Linked DNA regions of Gossypium hirsutum: region 2 is linked to region 1. A link is a contact called in public Hi-C data. All regions are on one chromosome and are shown on one strand. Each heading gives the region's core, a stretch centred on a gene start, on an enhancer-like site or on the middle of the called end of the contact. The rest is flanking DNA. Distances are from core to core; before and after follow the strand shown.

Region 1 (6,216 bases), core at 1,546-4,045:
GGGGGATGATTTGGTTCTCTTACAAAGGCAAGGTATTAATAGAGTATTAATCCAAATTGATAATATAGAGGTGATTAAATTCATTCAAGAAAGCCAATTGGCAAGTGCGAATTCAACCTTGGTAAGGAGGATTCTTCAACTATTAAAACTGGTTAGATATTGGAGAATAAGGCATGTTTTAAGGGAGAAGAATAGATTTGTGGATTCATTAGCTAAAATGGACTTTGACAAAAAGAAAGATGTTTGGATTTTTGAGGAGGTTCCTGGGGAGTTCTTACATCTTTTGGAATTTCATATTAAAAAGAATGCTTTTGTTTTATATTAATTTGATGTAATGTTTGCTTATTTTATATATATATATATAAAAAGGAAAAAGAAGAGTTTTGTTGAACCTTTTAACCTCTATTCTTTTAAACATGGCCTATAAGCATGTAGAAAAGCAAGCAGTATATTGGTGTAAAGAGAGCAACATGTTGAAAGGGAGAAGCTTAAGCAATATTGATCAATGTTACATTAGTAAGGGTACATAACCATGGTTAATTATTATTATAATAATTTGACACACTAAAAGAATCAAAGTTTAAAGCTTTGATAACCCGGTTATCTTTATCAACTTTGTAATAACAATAAAATAAAATGTTAAGGAAAAGAAAAGATTGGGAAAAAGTTCCATAAATAGACAGGCTGTTTCAGTTGACCACTGCTCGGCTTCTGGATGGCCCATGGCGTCTTCCACACCAAACTAAAACGTGGCTTCAATTAATTAATCAACTACTTTTGTGGTGATTCCGACAACCCCAGATTTGTCAGTTACGATCGTTAAAAGTAGGTGTAGAATTAATTAACAAATGAATTTCTTCATTTATAAGAAATAAACAACTGACGGAAACAATTATCCTCTTTTATTGATACAAATTTGTAAATACATTTGCTTAATGTAGGGGACAATTTTACCACATTGTTGAAATAAACATTTCTTTCTCTAAATAATGATCAAAATTTCACAAACATATCAATCAAAAACTATTTCAAATGGACCCAAATGCCTTGGCTGGGGATGTCTTGATGAACCACAAACAAAAGATAAAAGCCTGCAGGTGCGAGGTTACCCGAACCTGGCGTCATCACTTCAATCTCATACGTTGATTTCCCGGATGCCATAACTTTGTCGTTTCCAAGTACAAGCAACCTTTGATTCATAGAGAAGGAATGGGTATTAAAAGCTGGTGACACCATTGTCACCGACAACAAGTTTAGAGTTACTTCACCTGTAATCACCACTTTAATTTTTAATTTCTTATTGTATCTGATTCCGGACATTGACTTGGGAGCAACAATGGTGGGTCGTAAATTGTTGAATTTGGCGTCCAAATAACCCGGATAGAATGCCTCCAGGCTTAGTTCAGTAGGGTAAAGGACTCCCGTAAAGTTGTAATACGCATGAGGATTGCTTCCACCCACTAAAACTCTTCCATCACGAAGTAATACTGCTGTGGAATGGTACATCCGAGGGATCTTTGTTGGGTTTAGTATCTTGAATCGTGACTCGATTTCATTATCAGGCATGTATAACACTGGATTTAAGACCGGGTCCCTTCCTAAGTCCCATCCTGCTGACCCGGAACGTGCTCCGTTGATGACCAAAACTTTGCCGTTTGGAAGCAATACCATGTCACCCATGACTCTAGCTAAAGGCATAGTTTCCAAGACCCATTTTGGTTTCGGGTCGGTTATTGAGATCCTGGCGCAAGTGTTCAAGGCTTTAACGAACTTACCTTGTAATGCTTGGACAAATGATCCTTTTGGAGCACCGCCACAAACTAAAACTTCAGCTTGAATAGTGGCGGCTGTCAAGTTCTTCAATGGTAGCAATACAGCCGAACCTGTGCTTGGATAGCTTCTTGGCTCCCCACCTGGTATTTTGGGGTAAGTTTTCACCACCTTGTTGTTCACATAATCAAGCAAAATAGCTCGATTGTTGGCGAAAATGAACAGGTTTCCATCGACATTGAGAAAAACAAAAGGGTAGAGATTGTTCTCTACTCCTCGTTCATTGGTTTCCGACAGGAAATGCAACTTGAACGTGTCGGCGGCTATGTTTTTAGGAACAAACTCGTAATTAAATTGTTCTCGGCCGCCGACAACAATTTGTCTTCCATCTGGCAAGACATGATTGGTAGCATACCATCTTTTGGCCGCCAATCCATTTGGTGTTTCGTGCCAGTCGCAGCTTTCGCATGGGCTGAAAACCCTGACCCGAAGTTCTCCGTCGCTGAAACCACCGGTTTGGACCAATTTACCGTCAGGCATGACGGCGCCTGAAGAACACCAAACGTTGCTTTGGACAGTAAGAGCCCTGAACTTGTTGCTCAAAACATCATACTCAACTGAATGCGCCGTACAATCTACTTGGACAGCAGTGTTGGTTGGGTCATTGTGGCATTTCCCACTTGCCAATGGCAGAGTGGATGGGCCGAAATCAGTCCTATCATACATAACAACACGGTCATTTTTAAGGAGTTGCATGTGCATGGATGAGATGCCAATGCTTTTTTGTAGCAGCTGCCACCGGCCGTCGGCAGCAGTGGGGAGGATAAGGGGATGTGAGGCAAAGAGTAGAAGTGAGAAAAGAAATGTACAAAGGGTTGACATTTCTGCCATATGTTTAGCAGATGATATTATGGCTGCTTGTCAGCTTTGGGAACTCTTTTATAAAGGACTTGGTGAGAGAAGCAATGAAGGCTTTGAGATTTGAGACTCCCACACCATGTGGTCTTGCGTGGGATGCTTGTAGTGGTTTGTCTTTATGAAAACGATGGTTTAGTTTCTGGTTTCAAAATTAGGATATGAATGTTCCAAGTTTTTTTTTTTTTTAAAATGAGATTGTTTGAATGATTAGCAAATCGATAATATAATTTTAGAATTGGTAACTAAATTGACTTTGGTATTTATATTCTCTTTTCTTCTTCATTTCGTCTATTCAGTGATTGGTCAATAGGATTTATACTTGGAATTATCATTTAACTTAAAGCTAGGTTAATCGAGTTAATTGGTCCAAATGGTTATCGTTTTCCTTTTGTTGTTTATTTTGCCTTAAAAAAAAGTTTATAATTAGATTTTTTTAGGTTGGTATATGAACTTAATATTTTTTAATTTGGTATTTAAATTTGTTTCAGGTCTAATTTGATATCTAAATTTTTTTATGTTCAATTTAATACCTAAATTTATTAAATGTTATATAAATTACGTAAAATACTAATAGTGTTAAAATTTTTTTTGACTATGCTATAAAAATATTGTCAGTATTAGAGTAAATTCATGTTAAAAAATAGATATTGAGCTATGCTTAATGAATTAATATTAAATAAAAAAATTTTAAAACCACAAATTGAAAGGAATTCATTATTTTCAATTAATAAAATAAATAAAACTAAAAGTAATTGAACATAAAAAATACAAAAAAATATCATATTATCTGTCATATATCGGAAATATATTGATTATTTTTGTTACCACATAAAAAAATATTTTTAGTATATTGGAGTAATTTGTAAAACATTTGACAAATACCAAATCGAAAAAAATAGAATAAATGCCAAATTAGAAAAAGGAGTCAAGTTCATGTACCAAATTAAACCCCCAAAAAATTAAGTACCAACTAAAAAAAAGTATTAAGTTTATGTACTAAATTAAAAAAAATCGAATTCAAATACCAAATGTATATTAAGTGATTCTTTTATATAAAATATTTGATAAACTTTTGAATTAATCTTAAAGTAATCCTTGGGTTAACAATTCCTTCATTCCGATCTTAAATTAAATAATTATAGATATTTTCTGTACGTTGCTTTTGTCCAAATCGTATCATTTGTAGACTTCCAATGGAAAACATGAAAAAGCAATGCTTCTTTGTTTTAAATTCGAAAAACATCAAAATAAAATTGGAACAATTTTAAGTATCAGAAACATTTTTAATAGAATGTCTTAAATTTCAATATAAAATATTTTAGAGATAATATTTAATATACCATTAATAAATCATATTAAATTATTTTATCAATAATAATCCAATGAAATTTATACATCAACAATATATCAAATTTGAATCTCACTCCCTTAAAAACAATCAATCGATATTCTACTAACTAAATTCTTGTTTAAGCATACGCTGGACCGGTAAAGTTATAAATTTTGCCGATTCCATCCACCAATTATGAGCTGTGACAGTGGTCCGAGCAGTGGCTATAGTTTGGGTTGGAGTCTACATCATGCATTAACTAATCCACTGTGTTTCGAAGGTGAAAAGAAAAATTACAAAAGGTGATGGACCCTATTGACTTTCCTAAAGAACTAATGGCTACCCTGCAACTTAAATTGAATCAGAGTTATCTTTGGGTTGAATTTCTCATCTCTCTCTTTTTGTACAATGACAAAAGCATACGTGATACTGCAAATTTGCAGACATCACTACAAAAAAGCTACCTGAATCACGTATCCTAGCTGGCTGCGTAAATCTCTAATCCATATGTAGTTTTCATTTAACTAATATATCTATTTTCTTTTTTCATTTTTTAGAATTACCCATCCTTCTGTTTGATTTCAATTTCTTTTTGTATTCAAACATTAATGGATTTTGTTTTTCTTTTTATAAATTTATTTTAATTTTAATTTAAATGTACTTTAATTATCAATTCGATTATACTTTATAATAATTGATTCTTATTATAAATATTGAGATGCGTTCTATTGATATTTACAATTATAATTAACATTACATAAATAATATATTAATTCTATACGGAAAATAAGGATTTGAATCTAATGCATTGAATCCAACTAGAGATGGCAAAAGAAAAAGAAACAAAGAAATCATATTTAAAGGTTCTAACTAATTGACTTAACTTGATAAGATTGAATTTTTTCTTTTATTTTAAAATCAAATTTGAAGTGAATAGAGGATTTTTTTTTAATAGTGTCCGGGTCGAATCAAGATCGGATTTAAAAAACCTACCATCCCAAGGTAATTACAAAGTTACCCTTGTATACAATATATTAATTTTCCATCCTCATTCCCTTTATTTGTGTTGCCACCTCTGTATTCTACTCTAGTACAGACCTTTTTCTTTATTTTTTCTATTCCATAATTTCTTCATCTTTTGTAATTAACCCATGATTTGAAAGTGTTGCATAAATAAAATATAAAAATGAAATTTAATAAGAAAAATAAAAAAAAATATTTCATGCACAACAACATAAAAATTGAAAATTGTCAAAAAAAAGAAAAGAAAATGCAAGTCTTACATATGGAGGCTGGTTGGATACATTTTCATTTTTCGAGGCAGGTTATTTTTTAAAGGCAGGTCGAGTTGGAGCATATAAGTAATACATCGGGTCAGACCAAACAAAAATCTGACCCACCCGTGCTGTTGCTATCCCAATTCCCTCTAAGTTCTGCATGCCGTTAAAATGAGGACGAAAGTAACATCACTTAAAAAAAATAAACAACTACTTTGACGAAATTAATAAATTTATAATCCTTAATATATTTTAATTATATTTAATAAATTAAATAATAAATATTATTCTACATTAATTATTATAATTAAAAATATAATAATTATAAAATTAATTAAATATTAAACACGTAAAGTTATATACTACGTATATATTATCTAGTTATGGTTTTTGGCCTAACTTGTGTTTGAAGAAATTGAGGCTTGGATTCGGAAATATATTCCATCTTAGTTGTACGTAACCAAAAGAATGATTCTGATATCTTTCTAGTCCAAACCAAAAAGTGGCTGTTTTGTTCTTTCACTTTGTTTTGTTTTGGCTTGCAACCACAACCACCAACTGTAAAGACGAAGTTTTCTGGATTTGCCAATTGGTACGTACCATTTGCTTTTAACTATATTTCCTTAAAGTATATATAGCTTCAAAATCAAGCCCAAAGGCCGCACCATGTATTTATCAATTAAATATTGGTTCAACTGGTATTGTTATTGTTATAATTGTTTGTTATTGTAGGTTAATGTCACATAGTATTCTTCCATTTATTAGGGTTTTAGATATTCAAAAAATATATAAAAAAGAGAGAGCTATAGATATAAAATCTTCAGAACTAGACTAGTGATTAAATCGATTAAGTCTCTGATTCTTTAGTTCACCGATCCAAATAATTTAATTAAATAATTCATAAAAAAATATTAAAACAGT
Region 2 (6,216 bases), core at 1,873-4,372, 240 kb after region 1:
TTTACAACCTAACTCTGATACCACTAAATGTAACACCCCAAACCTGACCTAGACGATATGGTCGAATCCGGAAATGTCATAAAGAATGGGTTTTAATATCGAACACTACACGTTAAAACCATTTCAGTTTTAAAACTCATATTTTCCTTTATCCATTGTCAAAATGTTTATTCAATTAATTAATTAGCCTTAAAACATGTTTAATAGCAGAAGCTTACAAAAACGATATATTTCAAGAAATCAGTTCATATTTTTAGAAAAACCTTTGTTTTAGTATAAATCATAGTTTTTAGATATCAGTCGCAAGTTAAATCCTAAAACGAAAATCCAAACCCAAAAGTAAATCAGTCAAAAAGTCTGAAGAGTCCAATTATTACAAAAATCCAGAAATAATCTTTAAAATAAAAATCATAAACATAACCAATCTATGAACTCGTGGTCACCAAGAGGCTCCGTCGCAACAATCCGCCTAAGTCTGTGGATTACCTGACAAAAAAGACAACAGATGTGAGTTTACAAAAACTCAGTGTATAACCCAACAGAATTAAGCATGCAAACACACAGAATAACATGCACAGTCAGATACAGATACAGATTTAGTTTCAGATTTAGATTCAGATAACAGTTTTAGTTTTAGATATGCAGAATTCTAACCTCATCCTCTACACACCAACTCCGACCATCCCATTACACCATGTGGGGTTAAAAATACCTATCCATCCCTACACACCACGATGTGCCATTAAGACACATATCAGATAGTATGCAGCCAAGCTGCCAGAATAAATGCGATTAACACCGAACAAAATACATCCTCCTCATATACAAATCCTACCCCAAATCAGATACAGAAAATCACATACAGATTTATCAGATTAAACATGCTCGACTTACTTTTATACAAATAACAGATATACCTATGGCAGTACAGTCAGGCATACATTTAGTATCCTACTCGGATCAGTCTATCAGAATATCATAACATTCAAAATAGGGTTTAAATAGCCCTTATTGACCCTACAATAGGCCTACGGTCGATTGGAACAACCCGTGCAACCGTAGGAAAAATTTCAGAATTTTGGGTCCACACGCCCATACTTGGCCTTACTCGTGTGGGCCCACACGCCTAACTTGGCCAAGCCAGTATGGCCCACACGGTAGTGTCTCGTACACGGCCATCCACACGGTCAGCCACTCGCCCGTGCGGTGTCAACAGAACAATTTTTTAGCTTTCGTCGAAACTCATTTTTCTGCGTTTCAGGAACACAACTGATTCGTTTTTGCTGCAAAACCACTCTTGAGACCACCACTACCTAAAATAGGATGTTCAACACCTTTTAGTAACAAAAAATAAGCCTAACACGATTCATCCAATTATGCAAAACCGACTTACAGCTTAAACAAAAATGACCACCGCCTCAAATCAAGCCGTCAAAAAGCAATTTCCTGCCTCACAATCTTCTCCTACACCACAGAATTCATCGAGTACTTCTACTTATCGGCTAATCATTAAGATTGACCACAATTCAAAGAAAACCTAAATGATAACAATCGCCCAACTACTTACCAAACTGATTAACGATTCCAAAAACCTTAGTCACAATCAGACGAACAAGAGAACAGCAGAAACCTAAAGAAGAGGAAAAAAAAGAAAGTGAGAGATAGGGGAAGAGAGAAAAAATGTTAGGGACAAAAATTTTGGGAAAAAGAATTAAAACTGGACAGAATCAGCAATCTGATAACCTCCTTAATTTTACACCATCAGACAATCGAGCAAAAATATATTATCCACGCTCACACAGAGATTCAAACTTAAGACCCCCCAACACACAAACTTCCTTACCACTTAAACCAGTAGGCTTATTCTGATATAAATTTACAAGCAATTTAATATAAGCCCACTGAATAAGGATAAGGCTTGGATCCAAAGATAACAAAGATTACCAAATGTGAGACTTGAACCCAAGACCTCTCACGCACACTCAAAACATTTAGCCACTGAAGCAGACAGATGCTTGTATAAAAATTTACAGAAACCGAAATAATAAAAAAATTTAGGGCATTACAATGTGGATATGCTTCCACATGTTAACTTCCAATTGGCTAAAATGGTAAATATTTTATGTGAAATTATAACTATTTTTAGAGTAAATAAAAGTATCACAAGTTATTTATTGTTAAAAAGTATAGTAGTAATAATTTTAAATATTAATTTAAAAATATAATTGAAACTAAAGAATATTGTCGTTAGTTCAAAAAAGTTTTTAAATTTGTGCTTTTACATATGTTACAGATTACAGAATAGAGTAAGATAACTCATTTCATTGTTTAAAATAAGTTTAAATGTCAAAAAAGTGATCGTAAAATAATTAAAAATTATTAATCTGTTAATAAAGAACTACAATCAATTGAGTTCCAAATCAAAAATTAGCAATCAGTTGAACACTTAGAATTTAGTTTCTGTCAAAGCCTTTGATAAACAGTTAAGGATGATGTGGTGGCTACCAGCCAACATGTGATATGGAAAAATGATTATGTGACAGTTGACATTGCTTTTAATATATAAAAAAAATCTAATGTGAAGATTTAATTAATTTTTGTAATTATTTAAGTCTAAAAATTATTAAAATATTATAAGAATTATTAAAAACTATAAAAATTAAAAAATTATAATTTTTGTATAATTTTAATATATTATGAAAAATAATAAAACATTATAAATATTAGAAATTGTAAAAAATTATAAAAAAATAGAAAATTTAAAAAAATAATTAAATTTATAATTATTATTAATATATTACGAAAAAACTATGCAAGAATCATAGAAATATTATAAAACTTTTAGAAATTATAGATAATTTATTAAAAATTTATAGAAAACTATGAAATAAGTTATAAAATTTATTAATATGATAAAAATATATTAAATTTAGTAAAATTATAAATATATTAAATATATGGTAAATTATTTAAAATTAAATAATAATTTTGTTATTTTGAAGGTTGGAGCCTTTGGTTTTGGTAATAAAAAAATAGGAAGCTTGATGTGTGATAGTGATGGGGATTGTGTGAGGTGCTGAGTGAGGGATTCTAGTAGTTTGGAAGTTTAAAGTGAGTGATGAGTAATAGTTTTAATTGATGAGAAGTGATGTGAGGGAAGTTGAGAAGGATAGGTTGGGGTATAATGTAGGGCAATGTGTGAAAGAAAACAAAAATGAGAATCAATTTGTTTATAAATTTTTTTTAAACTTATTAAAATATTATAGAATTATTAAAAAAATTGAAACTTATAGGAAAAATTATATAAATTATTAAAAAATTTAAAATTACTTCTCCTTTTATAAATTTTGTATTTTTAATAAATTATATTTCTTTTATCATTTTATTATTTTTATATAATTTCTTTTTATAATTTTTTAATAATTTTTCTACATTTTCTAAAAACTAATTAAGCCTTCGTAAAATAATTTAAAAAATTAATTAAGCCCCTGCATTAGCATTTTTCCATGTCAAACACCACAATAACCTCCACATCATTATTTTATCCACGTTAGCTGCCATTTCTACATTTAACAATTCGTTATGTGTTTCAACAAAAAAATATATATTTTAAGAGCTTAATTGATTGTTAACTTTCGATTAATGGCTTAATTGATTCTAAGAGAAGATTAAATTATTTCTTAATTATTTTGTGATTTTTTTTCCTTTAGGCCTTTAAAACAATATGAATAATATTTTATTATTAAATATGAATTCGAATAAGATTGAAACTTAGATTAACAAAATTTACTATTCAAGACTCGATTGAGATGAATCAAGACTCTTGAATAAGGGAGATTAAAGGTGTCAACGGATTAAGTTCATGTATGATATCAATATCATAGATAGTTGATCAAATCCAACCGTGATTAATATGAGTGTCAAATTTTGCACAAATCTATCTAAATTTATAAATGATTAATCTGAGTCCGTTTAAGCATGCACATATACATTATTTTTATTTAATAGTTAGTAATTATATATTTCTTGTATTACCATTATATAGTTTTTTTTAATATTTACATTATAATATAAAATTTTAATTTTCATATAATTAGAATAACATAATTCGTAAAAGAAAATAAAAATATAACATTTTATAATCTTAAATTAAAGTCTAAGCTGAACCCATTATTTTAACATTATAGATTATTATCTTATGATATTTGTTATTTTTGATACGATATAATTAGAATTACCCATAGTCCCTCCCCAATTCTTAAATAGGAGGATAATGCGCTTCAATGGAATCGAACCCATATCCTCCTACATTAATAATAATACCAATACCAATCGAATTAAAACTCAAACATTAAATTCAACAATTTTTAAACAAGATACTTTTGTTTAAACCCATATGGATGAATTTTCAAACTTCAACGAGCAAGTCCATCTTTGATGAGAACTTTGAAACCTCTAGTTTTCTTTAATCGGTTTAATCAGTTAGTTTAATTATATGCTGGCCATTTTTGTCTATAATATCCAAATCGGAGTACCGCTATAAATCTTATTCTTTAAATTATAAGTAGCAAAATATGTGAATGTATGTCCACAAAATCATTATCAAAATTTGATACCATAAAATAGCGATTATATTTATTCTTAAAATGTTGGAACAATTACAAACAAGAATTATTAATATGTTAGTTATATTACATGAAAAGAATTCAAATTCAAATTTAAGAGATAATATATTAAAAGAGATAATTATAAAAATTAATTTTTATGTATTATAAAATATATACATAAAAATACCTTAATTATAAAATAAAATATTTTGGCCATTTTACTCAAAAAGGCCCTTTTCAAAATTTAATTACAGAAATGAGTCAATTTTTTTATTATTTACCGAAAAAAGTCAAATTTTGCAAAAACACATCCACGTCAGCGCGATTTCAGGGGATATGCCAGCAAAATGCTTCCCTAGGGGAGCGTTTTTGCCATGTTAGCAAAACTCGCACCCTCATGGACGTGCTTTGCTGATGTGGCAAAAACGCTCCCCCAAGGACGCGTTTTAGCCCGAGTTTAAATTTTCAAAAAAGGTCATTTTTAAATATTATAAAAATAGACCAATTTTTTTTAAAAATTTATAAGAATAGACCTTAAAAAAGGCTTAAAGTGACAACACCATTTTTTTTAAGGTTTCACCAATTAATATGGAAATAAAACTTACAAGCAAATCTTTATATAGACTGAAAGTCCCATTTCTGTTGTTTTCTTAAGCAATGTGAGATATGAGATATGTGTATATATAGACTCATGAATAAGTTTGCAGCTTGTTCCTAAACAATGTGGGATTCCTTCCTCTTTTAACTAACAACATGGACTAAATGCCACACTATATTTTATAATATTTTTACAAAACAATTTCTATTTTTTATATTTTGTTAACATTTTCTCATATTATAAAATTATCCAACATAGCCTCAATCTTTCGAGGATCAACACAAATCACCTCAGTGGAAACCACGTGCCCCAGAAAAGTTACTTCACCCAACCAAAACTCACACTTGCTTAGCTTATCGTAAAGCTACTTCTCACGCAGAATCTGAAGCGCTACTCTAAGATGCTCATCATGCTCATCCTCAGTCTTAGAGTAAACCAAAATGTCGTTGATGAAGACTACGACGAACTAATCCAAATAGGGCTGAAACACTCGGTTTATCAAATCCATGAATGTGGCCAGAGTATTTGTCAGACCAAAAGGCATAACTAGGAACTCTTAATGTCCATAACAAGTCCTAAATGCAGCCTTATATACATCAGTCTCCTTAACCCTCAACTAATGATACCTAGAATGAAGATCAATCTTTGAGGACACGGAAGCCCCTCTGAACTGATCAAACAAGTTATCAATCCTTGGAAGCGGATACTTATTATTCATAGTCAGCTTGTTCAACTGTCGATAGTCGATGCACATTCTCATGGTTTCATCCTTTTTCTTAACAAACAGAACTGGTGCTCCCCATAGAGACATACTAGGACGGATGAAACCATGGTCCAGAAGCTTTTGTAGTTGAGCCTTAAGCTCGATAAGTTTTTTTCGGTGCCATACGGTAGGGGGCAATGGACACCGGAGCTGTATCCGGAAGAAGCTCAACCTCAAACTCTACTTCTCGGTTAGGAGGTAATCTCAGTAACTCCTCAGGAAAAACATCTGAAAAATTCTTTACTATT

Evidence for each region. A called contact is a pair of places that touch in the nucleus more often than the background predicts.
Region 2: a contact with region 1 is called in a Hi-C map of leaf, with 2.9 times the contacts expected there. The contact joins the enhancer-like site here to the promoter of LOC107918013 in region 1. A contact is called at or near these places in 2 of 34 Hi-C or Micro-C datasets (both in leaf).

What each region holds. Positions count from the first base shown.
Region 1 is chrA01:23,025,688-23,031,903 of Gossypium_hirsutum_v2.1, forward strand. LOC107918013 (aldehyde oxidase GLOX1) reads right to left here and starts at 2,796. Exons shown (of 2, transcript XM_041111670.1): 1 at 1,269-2,796; 2 at 881-1,189. The coding sequence starts at 2,661. The coding sequence ends at 1,125.
Region 2 is chrA01:23,266,524-23,272,739 of Gossypium_hirsutum_v2.1, forward strand. No RefSeq gene overlaps it. Among protein-coding and RNA genes, the nearest start is that of LOC107918002, 18 kb to the right of the region's middle. Within about 2 kb of position 3,123, at least 1 of the 9 cell types and tissues checked has an H3K27ac peak or open chromatin away from gene starts, as enhancers often do. A contact at or near this core is called in leaf, where this site is marked.